2 separate regions of the Sus scrofa genome follow, and region 2 is linked to region 1. The links are chromatin contacts, called in public HiChIP or PLAC-seq maps. All regions are on one chromosome and are shown on one strand. The core of a region is the stretch at or near the end of the contact, and the rest is flanking DNA. Distances in the headings are between cores, read along the strand shown. Region 1 overlaps IGF2R (insulin like growth factor 2 receptor). Region 2 holds the start of IGF2R (insulin like growth factor 2 receptor).

The links. HiChIP or PLAC-seq counts read pairs in DNA pulled down with a chosen protein or histone mark.
Region 2: an H3K27ac HiChIP or PLAC-seq map of alveolar macrophages shows a contact between it and region 1. The contact joins the promoter of IGF2R here to the enhancer-like site in region 1. A contact is called at or near these places in 3 of 5 promoter capture datasets (fetal skeletal muscle and liver), 13 of 47 Hi-C or Micro-C datasets (adipose tissue, alveolar macrophages, blood and 8 more) and 2 of 2 datasets of contacts at active chromatin or transcription factors (alveolar macrophages and skeletal muscle).

The regions. Positions count from the first base shown.
Region 1 is chr1:7,409,520-7,416,914 of Sscrofa11.1, reverse strand. It overlaps IGF2R (insulin like growth factor 2 receptor), which reads left to right. Exons shown (of 48, transcript NM_001244473.1): 14 at 999-1,136; 15 at 1,728-1,875; 16 at 2,324-2,501; 17 at 3,114-3,229; 18 at 3,659-3,827; 19 at 5,228-5,407. Among named protein-coding and RNA genes, the nearest start is that of SLC22A1, 48 kb to the right of the region's middle. Within about 2 kb of position 4,499, at least 10 of the 83 cell types and tissues checked have an H3K27ac peak or open chromatin away from gene starts, as enhancers often do. A contact at or near this core is called in alveolar macrophages and skeletal muscle, where this site is marked.
Region 2 is chr1:7,468,568-7,475,962 of Sscrofa11.1, reverse strand. It overlaps IGF2R (insulin like growth factor 2 receptor), which reads left to right and starts at 3,483. Exons shown (of 48, transcript NM_001244473.1): 1 at 3,483-3,719. The coding sequence starts at 3,571.

The DNA.
Region 1 (7,395 bases), core at 3,250-5,749:
ACTTTGGTGTTTTTATCGTGAATGGCTGTTGGATGTTGTGCGTTGCCTTTTCTGCGTCTAGTGAAATCGTGTGGTTTTTGTCTTGCCTTTGGTGGGTGTGGTGAGTCGCATTGACTGATTTTGTATGTTCGACCGTCCTCACGATTCATCTTGAGTCTGATGTATGGTCTTTTCTACGTGTTGTTAGATTTGGTTTGTAATATTTTGTTGAGGATTTTTGCATTTATATTCCTCAAAGGTAATGGCCTGTAATACTCTTTTCTGGTCGTGTCTTTGATTTGGGTGCCAGGGCGATGGTGGCTTTGTAGAAGATCTTTGGGAGTTTTCCTTCTTCAGTTTTTGGGAAGAGTTTGGGAAGGATGTTGGGTAGGACTTACCTCTGAAGCCATCTGGTCCTGGACGTTTGTTTGTAGGGAGGTTTTTTGTTTGTTTGTTTGTTTTGTTTTTAATTACAGATTCTATTTCATTTCTAGTGTCAATCTGTTCAAATTATGCTTCTTCTTGATCCAGGTTTGGTGGGCTCTATGTTTCTAGAAACTGGTCCGTTTTTTCTGGGTTGTCAAATTCATTAGCATATATAACTGTTCATAGTATTCTGTCTTTTTTTTTTTTTTTTTTTTTTTGTATTTTGCATTATCACTTAAGATTTCTCCCTTTTCATTTTGTGTATTTCGGTTCTCTCTCTTTTCCTCTTGGTGAGCCTGGCCAGAGGTCAGTTTTGTCCTTTGGAACAAACAAACCAGCTCTTGCGTTTTAGATTTTTCTTTCTCTTTGTTCTAAAATTTCTAGTGTACTGATTTCCTCTCTGATCTTTATTACTTCCTTCCTTCTGCTGACCTTGAATCTTGTTTGTGCTACTCTTCGTAATTCTCTTAGGTGGTGGTAGGTCAGGTCGCTTGAGATTTACCGTCTTTTCGAGGAAGGCCTGTGTCGCGATGGACAGCAAGGGGAGATCTCCCAGACCGGGCCAGTGATAGATCTTTCTTCCCCACTGACAGGTGACTTAGAGAGTGCTCCAGTGCTGAGAACTTCCAGAGCCGACGGCTGCTTCTACGAGTTTGAGTGGTACACAGCCGCCGCGTGTGTGCTGTCCAGGACCGAGGGAGACAACTGCACGGTCTTTGATGCCCAGGCAGGTGTGTGTTCGAGCACCCTGTGGGGCAGCCTCACCTGCAAGTGCTTTTACCCGTTTTGTTTTGTTTTTAAACATTTTTCTGTCAGCATTTTAGGGGTAGCCTGCTTTAGAATTATATCAATATCATTTGACCAAAAACTCTGAAAAGCTGGGGGCTCGAGGCTTGCTTGAGATAGTGCAAAACCTTTCTTAGATGCAGCGTTCAGGTCGGCTTGCTGAATGCAGAGCCTGAGGAATGTGGAAAATAAGTCACGTTCGAGAAGGTTTTTCTCATGTGTTTCTAGGGAAGAAGCTCACCTTAGACGTGGCAAAGTCGTTGTGTCGTGGTCCCACTTTGAACACCCTGGCGGTTACTCGACCGCGACATCCGGGGTTGAGTAGGGTTTTAGGTTAACCAGCTAGAGAGGGGACGGTGGTGGCAGATCTGTCGCAGGGGGGGCGGGGGGCGGGGGTGCTAGTGACGGCAGTTCTGGAAGGTCACCTTCTCGCTGTCAGCCAGGCCTGGGGAGAAGCATCTCCTCGAGGCCGTGAGCTGAGGCTGCTCTGTTCGCTGTGGTCGGACTGACCTTGGCTGGTTTTTATTCTCACGTAGGGTTTTCTTTTGACTTGTCGCCTCTCACTAAGACAAATGGTGCCTACAAAGTTGAGACAGAGAAGTACGAGTTTTATATTAACGTGTGCGGCGCGGTGTCTGCGAGCGCCTGCCAGCCGGACTCGGGCGCCTGCCAGGTGTCGAAAAGGCAAGTAACGCTCTCCAGGTTCCCCTGGGTGTCTGGTGCCAACGAGTCGGTGTGTGGTCTGCAGACGTCTTTGCTTCCTGACGCGGAAACACTGCCACGGCCTGGGCCGAAACCCGGAGGAGAGGTTGGGGTTCAGCTGCCCAGAGAGGGCGCGGGACAGGCCCGGATTTCCACAGGGCCTCGCTTCCGGCTCTGTGCATGTGTTTCTCCTCTCCGTGTGCCCTTAGTTCAGATGAAGGGCATCGTGCCAGCGGCGCTGAGAGCAGATTTGGGTCCGGCGTCGGGGCTGGGGCTGCCCTCCTCCCTGCCACTGCCATCAGACTGGCCCTGGGTCCCGGGCACCCCTGCCCCTTGCACTGCCCGTTACCCTTCCTTCAGCATCACAGCGTCGCGGCACCGCAGAGCCTCTGGTCTCTGCATCTTTTCTCAGAGACGCTTATTCGTTTAGTGACAAGAAGTCTTGGAACCTGGGACGCAGTAACGCCAAGCTTTCCTACTACGACGGGATGATCCAGCTGAACTACCACGACGGCACGCCCTATAACAACGAGCGGCGGACTCCGCGAGCCACGCTCATCACCTTCCTCTGTGATCGGGATGCTGGAGTGGGCCTGCCTGAGTACCAGGTGGGAACCGCGCTGCGTGCGCGTCTACGCGGCCACAGGGGCGAAGAGGGAGACGCCTCCGTTTAAAGGTGGGGCAGGGAAGAAAGTGGTTACGATGGGGCTTGTGGCTTTGCTGGAGGGAAACGAGGTTCCCAGGCGGGTGACCTCGGAGCTGGGACGGTCCCTGGAAGTGAGTTGTCAGCTCGTCTGGCTCCCCAGGGCTTGCTCAGGAGCCCGTTGTGGGCCCTGTATGTAGAGGCAGAGCCTGTTAGTCCTGTTTTCTGGCCGGATCAGCCTCTCCTGTGATTTTATTAATCCTCGTAGACTTGCCTGGGGACACAGTGTTCATTTTCCGAGCTGAGGCTGCAGTGGACCGTCCCTTGATGGTGGCCCACGGCCCCTGTTGGTTTTGGAGCAGGACACAGAACCATCAAAACCACCCCTTTTTCCCACTTCACAGAGGCTAGATTTCCATCTTGGTCTGTGGCTGGGCGATCTTCCTATTAATAAAATGAACAGGCAGAGTAAAGGGACATCCCTGCAGTTTTCATTTGGAACAGCGGCCGTCTCTTTTGACCTTGTATTTCCCTTCTCTTCGCACCCCTCCCACGTCTGTCCTTGTCCGGCCATTAGGAAGAAGATAACTCTACCTACAACTTCCGGTGGTACACCAGCTACGCCTGCCCCGAGGAGCCGCTGGAGTGCGTGGTGACCGACCCGTCCACGCTGGAGCAGTACGACCTCTCCAGGTGAGGCGGGTCAGCCGGGCCCCGGTCCAGTTAGGGCTGAGGTCGACTGGGCCCTGCTGGTGAGCAGGTGACTGAGCTGATGACCAGGGTCAGCTCAGTTCTGGGTGCAGGACCAAGGTGGGATGTTTTAGACCAGAATGAACTCTAACGATGGCCCGGGAGTCCTGGCGAGGTCAAGCAGTCTTTGCCCAGCAAAGCAAGCCTGTCTTCAGCAGCATCATTTGAAAAGCCGCCCGGCGGTGCTGGGGCCTAGGGCAGTCCCAGCTCGGCGGTGGGCTGCCTTCCGTGGTGCCGTGAGTCCCACCAGGCCAGCTGCTATACGTTGAGGGGCGGGGTGTGTTTCTTTCTCTTTCTCTGGGTGCTTAGAAGTGAATCCTCGGGCAGAAACCTCTTAGCTTGCAAAGCTCACGTTTCGCTTGGACATTTCAGTCTTGCAAAATCTGAGGGCGGTCGTGGCGGGAACTGGTACGCCCTGGACAGCGCGGGCCCGCACAGCACGTGGAGGAAGTACTACATCAACGTGTGTCGGCCTCTGAACCCGGTGCCGGGCTGCGATCGGTACGCGTCCGCCTGCCAGATGAAGTATGAGAGCCACCAGGTGGGTCTGCCCCCCGCCCCATGTGACTTGGTGGTAGAGCTGGTTATTTCTGGGCTCCCAGGTCTGCGCAGGCCTGGCTGCTGACGGGAGGCCCTCTGAGGGGGAGGGGGCCTCAGTGGGATCATATCTGAGTCCCCTCCCCTCCATAGATGCGGTCATATTTGAGTCCTGGTTCAGATTTAAAATGTGAAAAAGCCTGGGTGTGGTGACCTCTGCTCACAGGACCCGGCGGAGGAGGTGTCTTTGAACAGCAGACATCTGTAAGGAAGAGCTAGTGCTTCCAAAAGCTTGGGCTTCTGAGTGATTAGGGGGACAGCTGCACGGCAGGATTGCTGTGCACACACTCGGTCCAGGCCTTCGCTCTGGCCAGGGTGCGAGCTGTGCACCGTCATTGGATGGAATGCAGGTGCCGCCAGAGCTCTGCTACGTGTGCTTGTGCTCCTCAGACACGGCACATCTTAAAATAAAGATGTATGTGTGCCGCTTTAAAAATAGAGCGGCAGGAATGCACTTTTCCTGGCGCCTGTTAGCCGGCAGCTGGAGGTCTTGTAAAGGAAGCTGGCGAGCGCCCTCTGGTGGTTAAGCGTGGAGGCGCTCGTGCACATTGGCGCGTGTGCTCTTTGTTGGAGCAACGGCCTCCAAGCCCGCTGGAGTCTGTGTTTGCCAGTTCGTCTATTCGCTGATGGTTATTTATAACCCTGGATGAGTCCTGGGGCGCTTTCACAGTCATTCACTTGTGCTCTAGTCTCAGCTCTGCCACCCAGATGGCCAGACGATGGAGGCGCGAGGGACGGGCCGGCAGTGTCAGAAGCTCCTGGCCAGAGGATGTGGTTTGAGTCCCGTCTCTGATGCCTGTCAGTCGCGTGGCCTCGGATAGGTCACTGCGCGTGTCTGAACCTTGTTTGCCCTTTTGTAAAGTGAAGAGAATAGACTCTACCAGGATTTTGAGGGTTTAAGGTCATAATTTATGGGAAATAAGTTGTCCCTTGGAATGGAGGGCAGGATAGGCTCCAGGGCCTGGCGGACACCATGTCCACAGCTGCTCGAGCCCGTCACCTGCAGTGTCCCCTTGGCACCCCCGCGCTTTATGTCCTCTCTGGACCACTCACAAAGCCTGAGACAGTGTCAGCGCCACGCCTCAGGCCCTGGAGGCAAATTCAAGTTTTGCTTTTTGGAACTTTTATGTCATTTCTTCCCCGAGCAGTTCGAGCTGAAGTTGGTTGCATCAGCAGAGGCAGAGCCCGTGGACGTGGAGGGCTGTGCCCCCCCCGCACGCAGGAAGGGTGGCTGCGCATTTGCTCATCTGTGGCGACAGCTGCGTGGACAATGCGCACCCACCGTGTCAGAAGGAAAGCGGTCTTCTCTTCATGGGGAAACCTCACAGACACCCGTGTTTGCAGGGTTCGTTTTCCGAAACCGTCTCCATCAGCAACTTGGGGGTCGCGAAGGCGGGCCCCGTGGTGGAGAACAGCGGCAGCCTTGTCCTGGAGTACGTGAACGGCTCCGCCTGCACCACCAGCGACGGGAGGCGGACCACCTACACCACCCGGATCCACCTCGTCTGCTCCAGGGGCAGCCTGGTAAGGAGGGCGCTCGCTGCTCGGCGCCCCGGACCTTGGTGGCTTCGTGTTCCTTTGAGTCTCTTCCCAGGGTGGGGGAGCTTGCTCTTCATCCTGCTTCAGGTCGGCATGTGGTATAAAAGCAGAGGCCAGGGGCCCGGCGGCGGTGGTGCTTTTGTGTCTGTTCTTTCTCAGGTTCAAGCCTGACCTCTTACTGCCGATTGGTGACACACCCAGTGTGTTGGTGTCCTGTAGACGCGAGTTTTTCTCTCTGGGTGACACAGACACCATCCTGCCCCTTCTTCGCTCTTGTGAGCTGGTGACCCAGGGTCCCTGCAGCACAGCGGGTCTTAGAGATGGTTTGGGCCAAACCTCAGAGTTCGCAGATGAGGAAACCAAGGCGCGTGCAGCTCGGCCGTGGGCGAAGAACAATGGGGGAGGCGCGTGTGACGTGCTGGCGAAGCAGGCGTGCAAGGCGAGGGCTGGGAAGTGGAAGGGGGTTGCGCGTGGGCCCTGGTTCCCTGCGCCAGGGCAGCCCAGAAGAGAGAGCCAGAAAGAACTGGTTTAAAAAGAACGTGGCTGAAGCTTTACAACCGAAGATCGACCCCTTGGCCGTCCTGCGGCGCACGCTGAGCGGCATGGGGCCTGTGGACCCGTGTCGAGCTCCCATTCCCAGTATCCACTTCCAGAACTTTGTTATTCTGCCCTGATTGCCTTCTTTACCTGAAGGTTGACATTTATCCCTGGGTCATGTGTGTTTTGAATAATCGCCAAACTCCTCGAGGCCCAGAGCGGGGATAATGGAGTTCATGTTTATTATCAGATTATTTCCGAGGTCTGTCCCACGCCCTCTCCCTCCGCTGACGTGGGCTGGCGGGGGTCGGGGCGCAGGGGCTGGTCACTTATATCCTAGTCAGTCGAAGACGCCAAGTTCTCTCTGCCCTTTGCCGGCACATGGGTTTTTCCCAAGCGATAAGGTCTTTGGAGCCCAAGAAGGTGGCGCTGCCAAGGAAGGAAGACGTGAGCTGGCTGAGCGGGGCCTGGGCTGTGTAGGCACGGGCCCCACCAGGGAGACGTGAGCACAGGCTGCGCTCAGCCCCGGCGGGGTGTCCCGGGACGGAGTCCTGGCCCCTTGGGCCCGTCTCTGCGTCCCCTGCCTGGGCCTTGCCCGCCCTCTGCCCCCTCTGGTGTTGCCTTGCTGTGGAGGCACTGGGCAGTTCCCGAAGTTCCCGCATTTACTCTGCTTTCCTGCGACATCCTCTGGATGGGGACCTGCAGTTTTCAGGGTGACTTCACGTCGTTGCCGTGTCTCTTGGGGTTGGCCCAGAGCCTGGCCCGTTTCGTGGGTTCAGGGAGCATGGAGTGAAGGGAGGTTTCCCCCACCCCCACCCCTAGCCCATCTGCAGTCCGGGAACTTGGCACAACCACATTGTGAGGCTGAAGCGATGGCATTTCCTGTTGGTGACGCTGTGGCCGAGAGGGTGGGAGGCTTCCAGATCGGAGGGCACTGGGTGGGTGAGCTGTGAGTGACAGTCATTTCCTGTGCCTGTGCTGTGCATCTGGGCAGGTGTCTCGGCTTCTCTGTTTCCTCATCTGCACACAGAATGCAGCCGAGAAGTGCTGACTGCTCCCTCTTGCTTGTCTGGAGACCCCAACACCCTCCCCGTGAACCGCCATTGCCCGTGGTGGAGGCGGTGCCTTCACGGAAGCTCATGTGGCACAAGCATGGGCATTTTTTTCTCGACACCCCAGTTATATTGACACCCCACTCTGAGAAGTGCACAGACTGGAAGTGACCACCAGCTGAGCGTCCACAGATCGAACACACCCGTGTAACTAGACCCACATCCAGGAGCCGAGTTAGGGGCAGCGCCCGTGGGCCGCCTGGCACCCCTTCCTGATCACTTCTCCACCTCTGTCCCCTCCCCCCCCCGCCCCCGTGTCAGCTCTGCCTCTTCGTATGTGGCTGAGGTCTCGGGCCCTGTGGCCTTTGCGCCGGGCCCGTGTGT
Region 2 (7,395 bases), core at 2,234-4,733, 60 kb before region 1:
AGGCATATGGAGATTCCCAGGCTTGGGGTCTAATCTGCGCTGCAGCTGCCAGCCTACACCACAGCCACAGCAATGCCAGATCCGAGCCACGTCTGTGACCTATACCACAGCTCACGGCAAATGCTGGCTCCTTAACCCACTGTGCAAGGCCAGGGATCGAACCCACAATCTCTTGGTTCCTAGTCGGATTCGTCAACCACTAGGCCACAACGGGAACTCCCCAAGTACCACACTTCTAAGAACTGTGATCTAGAACAATGGTTGGCCGACTTTCTGTAGAAGCCAGATGATAAAATACTTTAGGCTCTGTGGGCTCTGTTGCAAGCAGTCAATTCTGTCATTGTAGGCAAAAGCCACCATAGGCAATCCATGAGTGGGTGGCTACATTCAATAAACTTTATTTACAAAACAGCCATTTGGCCAGATTTGACCTTTGTCGTTTACTCTTGCTTTTGGGGAGAGGATAGAAGGGGTGGGGTTTTTAAAATTTTTTAAAATTTTACTTTGTTTTTTAGGGCCGCATCTAAAAAACATATGGAAGTTCCCCACCTAGGGGTCACATTGGAGCTACAGCTGCTGGCCTACACCAGAGCGACAGCAACTCGGGATCCCAGCTGAATTTGTGACCTACACCACAGCTCATGGCAACACCAGATCCCTGACCCACTGAGTGAGGCCAGGGATCGAACCTGCATCCTAATGGATACTAGTGGGATTCGTTTCTGCTGCACCACAACGGGAACTCCGGGGGGAGGTTTTTTAGAGCACTGACACTTTTATTTTTATTTTTTATTTTTCTATTGCACCCACAGCATACAGAAGTTCCCGGGCCAGGGATGGAACCTGAACAGGGGTGCAGCAACCCTGCGCCAGGCCAGGGATCCAATCGGTGCCTCCATAGAGACAAGCCGGATCAGGAACCCACTGTGCCACAACAGAAACTCCAAGCACAGACATTTTTGAACTGTCCAGTTCAGTTTTCCTACAGAATGTTTCACAATCTGGGTTTAATTTTATGTATTTATTTTTTAGATGCACCTTCGGCATGCAAAAATTCCCGGGCCAGGGATTGAACCCAAGCCACAGCCGTGACAACGCCTACCCTTAACCCACTGAGTCACCAGGGAACTCCTGATTGTTTTGTTTTTATTATATTTAGGTTAAATATGTTGGCAAGAATGATAGTGTGTACTCTAGGAGGAAATTGTGAAAGACTTTGAAATGGAGCAAAAGTATTCGGTAATATCACTGTAAAACTAGTTGCCGAATAATGCAACTTTGTGGGTTATCTGATACCATGGGGTTTTGTGCCTTTCATTGTCTTTGAGCTATTTTACAACTCTATAAACTGTGGAATACTAATGGTAATGGCTAGGATTCTTTTCTTTAGAAATGCAAATTGTGTTCTTTCAACATCCATTTGACCTGAGGGTATCGTCTAATCTTCCATCTATTAGGCAACGTAACATCAGCAGTCCTGACTGTACAGTGTTACACGTTGATTGCCTTTGGAGTCTCTTAGGAACAAACCAGCTGGAACATGTTAAAGATTCTCGCTGCCATGAGTTAGGTAATAGCTTTGACACATACTCACTTTACTTTTGTATCTGAGTCATGATTATACCGTCTTTTAAATATGGTCCTTTAGCAGTATTTTTCATTGCATCACTTTAGGAAGCAGAGAATGTTAGTTTTTCCAAATATTGGTGATACTAATTTTAATCACTAAGGTTCCACCAGATCTTTCCGTTGTGTGTGTGTGTGTGTGTGTGTGTGTGTGTGTGTGTGTGGGGGGGGGGGGGTTCGTTAACCACTGAGGCACGAAGAGAACTCCAATATATGTATTTTTAATTGGGAACAAAGTGAGTATTCTGGTTTGCAATTATTTTTCACTCGATGGTTTTAGCTTCCACTGATGATCTTCGCCAGAGATCAATTATAGCAACACCGGAGTTGCAAAATATGAACACTTTCAGGATGCCACTCCAACAACGTTCCTTTTTTGGGCCATATTCCTCTTTGGCAATATAGCATGTGGCTAAGCCACAGGCTCAGGGACCGTCTAGTTTAGGCTTAAACCCTGGCTTCTCCACTTAACTAGCCCCTGTGATTTGCACGTGTTTTAATCTATGCCTCAGTTTCCTTATCTCTAAAATAGGTGCTATAAAGATACTCCTGTAATCTTATAGGATTGTGTTAGGATTAAATAAGATAAATCACCAGAATGGTATTTGGCACAGAATTACCTGCTCAGTAAATGTTAGCTATCATTGTATGTGTTTGAATTCCTGCTTTGTGGCATCTCAATGGCTTTGGTTAAGTTACTTCTCATCTCAGTGCCTCCCCAGTCCTCATTTATAGGAAAGCGTCTGGTTTACGCTGGGTAAGTGCTAGCACAGTGTCTAGTATAGAGTAAGCAGCAAACAAAGGTGAGCTGTTACCATCGCGATTATTCTGTATAAGGTTTTTGTTTTTGTTTTTGTTCTTTTTAGGGCCATACCCATGGCATAGGGAAGTCTCCAGGCTAGGGGTTGAATAGGAGATACAGCTGCCAGCCACGCCACAGCCACAGCAACCTGCGATCCCAGATCCACTGAGCAAGGCCAGGGATGGAACCCGCATCCTCATGGATATTAGTCGGATTCGTTTCTACTGTGCCACAACAGGGACTCCAAGGTAAACTTTTTGAGTTCACGTCTTTTCAGATTTGCGTTTTTACTTCAACTGTGTCTAGCTAAGACTCATTCACATAGCATGAGTCTAACAAAACAGCTGAGTAGAGAAATTAATAAAGTTGTATCGAGGGGTACTTGCTTGATAGTTAGACCTTTGCCTTCTTCACATTTCAAGTTCCTATTTTCGTGCAGCCTTCCTTATCGGAAAAGCCCACGCTTGGGAATTAACACCCGCCACAGAAGGCTGAGAGGCTCTGCTGGGCAGTGGTTGGAAAGCCCCGCGCAGGGCTCCGCGCTTTGGCTGCGCAGGGCAAGAAAAGTGGGCTCCCATTCGTCAGGGATCCTGAGCAGCGCGGCTTTGCGGTGTCATTTACGGCACTTAACTCTGAGCCCTATTTTCCCCTCCCTGTCTGTCAAGGGTGAGCAGCAGTGACTCCAAGTTGGAAAGCACCCGCACCGCGACCCAGAGTGCGCGCTGGAGAAACTGAAGCTGGGGCCGGGTCCCGGCGGGGCGGCGGCGGGGACGCAGGCCTCGGCCCCGCACCTGCGCCCGCGCCCCTGCCCGGCTGCTTCCTGCCCAGCGCGCGCCGCGCTCACGTGACCGGGCCTGGGCGGAGCCGGCGGGCGGGGATCACCTGAACAAGGGAGTCATGTGAGCGGGGCGGGGGAGGGGGCGGTGCCGGGCGGCGGTCACGTGACCGGCTCGGGGGCCGCCGCCGCCGCCGCCGCCGCCGAGCCCAGACGAGCCGCGCGCCCCTCGGGCTCCCGCCCCGCTCCCGCTCTTCTTGTGTTCCTCTTCGTCTCCGCCCTGGCGGCTCAACCACGTCTCCGGCGAGGCCCCGGGCAGCCGCGCGCCGCTCGCCCTGCGCCCGCCTTGCAGCCCGGGCCCGGCGCGATGGGGGCCGCTGCCGGCCGGAGCGCCCACCTGGGGCCCGCGCCAGCCGGCTACCGGCTGCGCTCCCTGCTCCTGGTGCAGCTGCTGCTACTGGTCTGGGCCCCGAGGGCCACCGGGACCCAGGGCACCGAGTTCCCCGAGCTGTGCAGGTGGGTGGCCCTCCAGGGCTCAGGCTTCGCTCGCGGTGCCCTGGCACGCGGCGGGCGGGGTTGGGGGCCGGGGCGCTCGGGGAGGGACTGGGGTCCTGGAGTCGCTTCTGGCCCGGACTTGAGTCCTCTGGTCCCCGAGGGAAAGTTGCCCGCACGGCGGGGCAGGATAAGAGACCGGGGGTCGTGCGCGCGGGCGGGGGGGCGCGGGGGAAGGGGCGTTCCGCCTCTGATCGGGGTCCGTCGCCAGGCCACTTGTGGCTGTCACTAAGTCAGGAGTGGCTTTGTGTAGGAACAGCCGGCTGCCGCGACCCGCCCGGGTGACACACTGCGGGCACCCTCACGCCCCTCGGTGCGCCTGCGAAAGTTGGGAGGACGCAGGAACTACAGCTGCGCTTTGTTCCCGCTCCACGTTTTCCTCCAAGTTCCAGCAGCGGGGCTTTGGAGGGGCCCTTTAGTGCGGATTGACTCACCCGCATGATGGCCATGGAGTTGAGGGATTTTGGTTTCACTTACTGACTTATTTCCTCCGTGTGGGTTTTCTATTTTCTCTTTAAAGTAGCTTTTTTTGGAGAAGGGGACTTTTAAAAAAATTTTTGTTTTGTTTTTGATCAGAGAATGGGAGGGCGATCGTCCAGTATTGGCTTTCAAGGCTTCACCCTTCACTTCTCCGAGCCTAACTTCCTGTCTAGTTGCTCACATGATGTCATTGTCTCCGGGTGGATTATTCTAGTGGAGCCTTTTGCTCTGGGAACCATGATTGTATAATCGCTCGTCCCAATGAGGACTCTTAGTGTCCTGCCATGGCTGGGAGTCCTGGGGCTGGGGAAGGGCCAATTCCGAGAATTTTCGAACCAACCTTCTCTGGACTATTGAGGAGGGTGGAAAATCCAGGTTTTATTTATTTTTTAAACTTTGGTTCAAAAAAAAAAAAAAAAACCAGGGTGAAAAGTTCTGAAAGACTAGTTAACAAACAGTCAACAGTTACCCCTGGCACTGGTCAGTTTTTTGGCCGAATGACGTCAAGTTTAGCCCGCTAGGAGCTGAATTTTGAGTTTGTGGTGGGATTTGGGGGGTCTAATTCTTCATTTCTATCAGAGATGGGTTTATTAGCACACTTGAGTTCAGACCATGGAGAACTTAGTACCCTGAGGAGAGTGAGACCCAGCTCAGAATGGAAACTAAAGGCCCCTGTTTGGGGGGGAGGGGGAGGGGGAGGGAGCAGTTCTGCCCATCAGTTTATAGGGCAGTTAGCTGCCCTGTGATGCAGAGGTACTCACCGCAGCCCCCAGTTACACAGAGAAAAGGGCAGCACCTGACATGAGGTCAGGCTGCCACATTTAAAGGAGGAAGTTTTGGAATAATGGCAGCTGTGACCAAACGCATCCTTAAGAAATTAGTTCAGTGAGGCTAGTTCGAAGTCTGGGTGGTGGTAGCAAATTGGAATTGCTTTCTTAATAGTTAGGCTACAGTTGGTCTCCAGAGCAGACCTTTACTCTGTGGCTGCTGCAGGGGCCTGCCATTGGGGGGGGGGGGTCTGTGTGTGTGTGTGTGTGTCTTGGCCCCAGTGTGTAGGGGCTTTGGTGTGGGATTTCAGTTCCCAGACCAGGAATTGAACCCAGCCTGCCGAAAGCGCCCAGTCCTAACCGCTAGGGAACTCCCAGGGACCCTCACTTTTGCATTAGGGTGGTCGTGCTGGCACCTGGTCTCTTTTTCTTTCTTTCTTTTTTTTTTTTTTTTTTTTTTTTTTTTTTTTTTTTTGCTTTTTAGGGCCCCACCTGTGACATACGGAGGTTCTCAGGCTGGGGGTCGAATCAGAGTTACAGCTGTCGGCCTACACCACAGCCGCAGCAGCCACGCCAGATCTGAGCCGCGTCTGCGACCTACACCACAGCTCACGGCAACACCGGATCCTTAACCTGCTGATCGAAGTCAGGGATTGAACCCACAACCTCATGGTTCCTAGTCGGATTTGTTTCCGCTGCACCACATCTCGAACTCCTGGCACCTGGTTTCTGACCTCATCTCCGGGTGGAACACTGCCTCTTGGCCCAGTAAGAAATGGCCATTGTATCTTTAAATTCATCTTTTCATGGTCACGTGCAGGCACGACTGAGCACATGCCAGTGTTCCGAGGGGGCTGTGCCTTTGGCTGGGCTTGGGCACATCTCTCTCCCGTTCCTGCTCTGTGCCTTCGCCCCAAGACATCTCCTGAACCCACATTTAAGAATCTCTCCTTTGAACCCTGCAAGGCGACGTTCTGTTTGTTCCCATTTCAAATGGATACCTTGGCTTAAACACTGAAGACTTCACTTTGGTTAAAAACATGTACTTGAATGAGGTCACACTGGCTAAAGTTCCTCGGCTCTAGCACGTATTTGAACGGGACCGTGAACCGTACATCTTTGTGAATCCAGTGTGAAAAATTTGGCCAAGGAGCACCAAAGCAGGATGTGTTCAGTTGCCTGTTATTCCACCGCGGGGCGCGTCTGTCTGTCAGGAGTGCCCCAGGTCTCACAGTGAGTGTGAGAAGTAGACTTCTGCTGTTACTGTTTGTTTGTGCAGCTTGTGGACGGAGGCGGTGGCGGCGGTCCCCATAGACACAGGGTCACTGCCAAGTGCTTGTCAATTGGTTGCTTGTAGCGAGGAACACATTTTTCCATTGAAGACTCTCCTTTTCGAGGTGCTTTGGTGCCCGGGGCAGTTTGTAGGTGCCCCCCCTCCACCTCCAGCTGCCCGTTTGGGATGCCCACACCGCATCCAGCTTCTGGTGGTACCTCCTCATGGTCGCTGAGTTCTGGGAAAGCGGCCTCTCCTCCCAAGCCCAGCTCCCCGCAGCCCAAGAGGGTGCTTTGCACCTGTGTCCCTTAGGGCCCCCCAGAGGGAAGTGGGGCCTGCTGCAGGTGCCTGAGTGGACTTGCGTGGCTCTGATGCTCCTGGGGTCAGGGTAGGGGGCAGGGTGCTCCCCCAGGGCAGTTCGTTTTTTGGAAAGGGTGGAGGGAACAGTGGAGTAGCCGTCCCAGCAGCCGCCTGAGGGAGAGAGTGGGGTGACCTGACAAAGGCCACCTTCCCAGGGCGTGGGCGGCTCTTCAGGCTCTTAAGTAAGTCCTGGTTCTCGGGCAGGCCTCGGGCGTGTGTCCTTGAGGCGTCCCGCGGGCCGGTGCGCCCTGTGCTCTGGGAGAAGTTGGTCATTCCCGATCCCTCAGCTGTTGCTGGGGCGGTGGTGTGTCATCACAGACACTTGAGTTTGGAGGTCAGTGAGGCGGGCATGCTCAGAGGCCTGGGGCCTGGAGGAGGCTGTGCTGGCTGGGGTTCAAAGGTCAGCAGGGACCCACTGCTGCAGGCGGTGAGGGGGCAGAGGCCGGGCCACGCCAAGTCACTGCAAGTGATCAGAAGGCCCTCTGCTCGGCCAAGTAGTGCATGGATTATACTTGGTAAATGTAGTAGGTTTCCACCCTTTATTTAGGTGTCAGCAGCACCCTCGGTGAGTATTGCTCACTCAACAGTTTGTACCAGTTATAACACAGCACAGGGGCTGGATGGCTTGAGGTGGTTGAGTCACATTTATTCAGAACAAGTTTCCCTCTAATTGTTTGGGTACAAATGCTGGCAAATTTTTATTATATTGAGGACAAGAGCCTAATGAAGGCAGCTGGAAGTTGAGGTTGGTTTAGTTGCT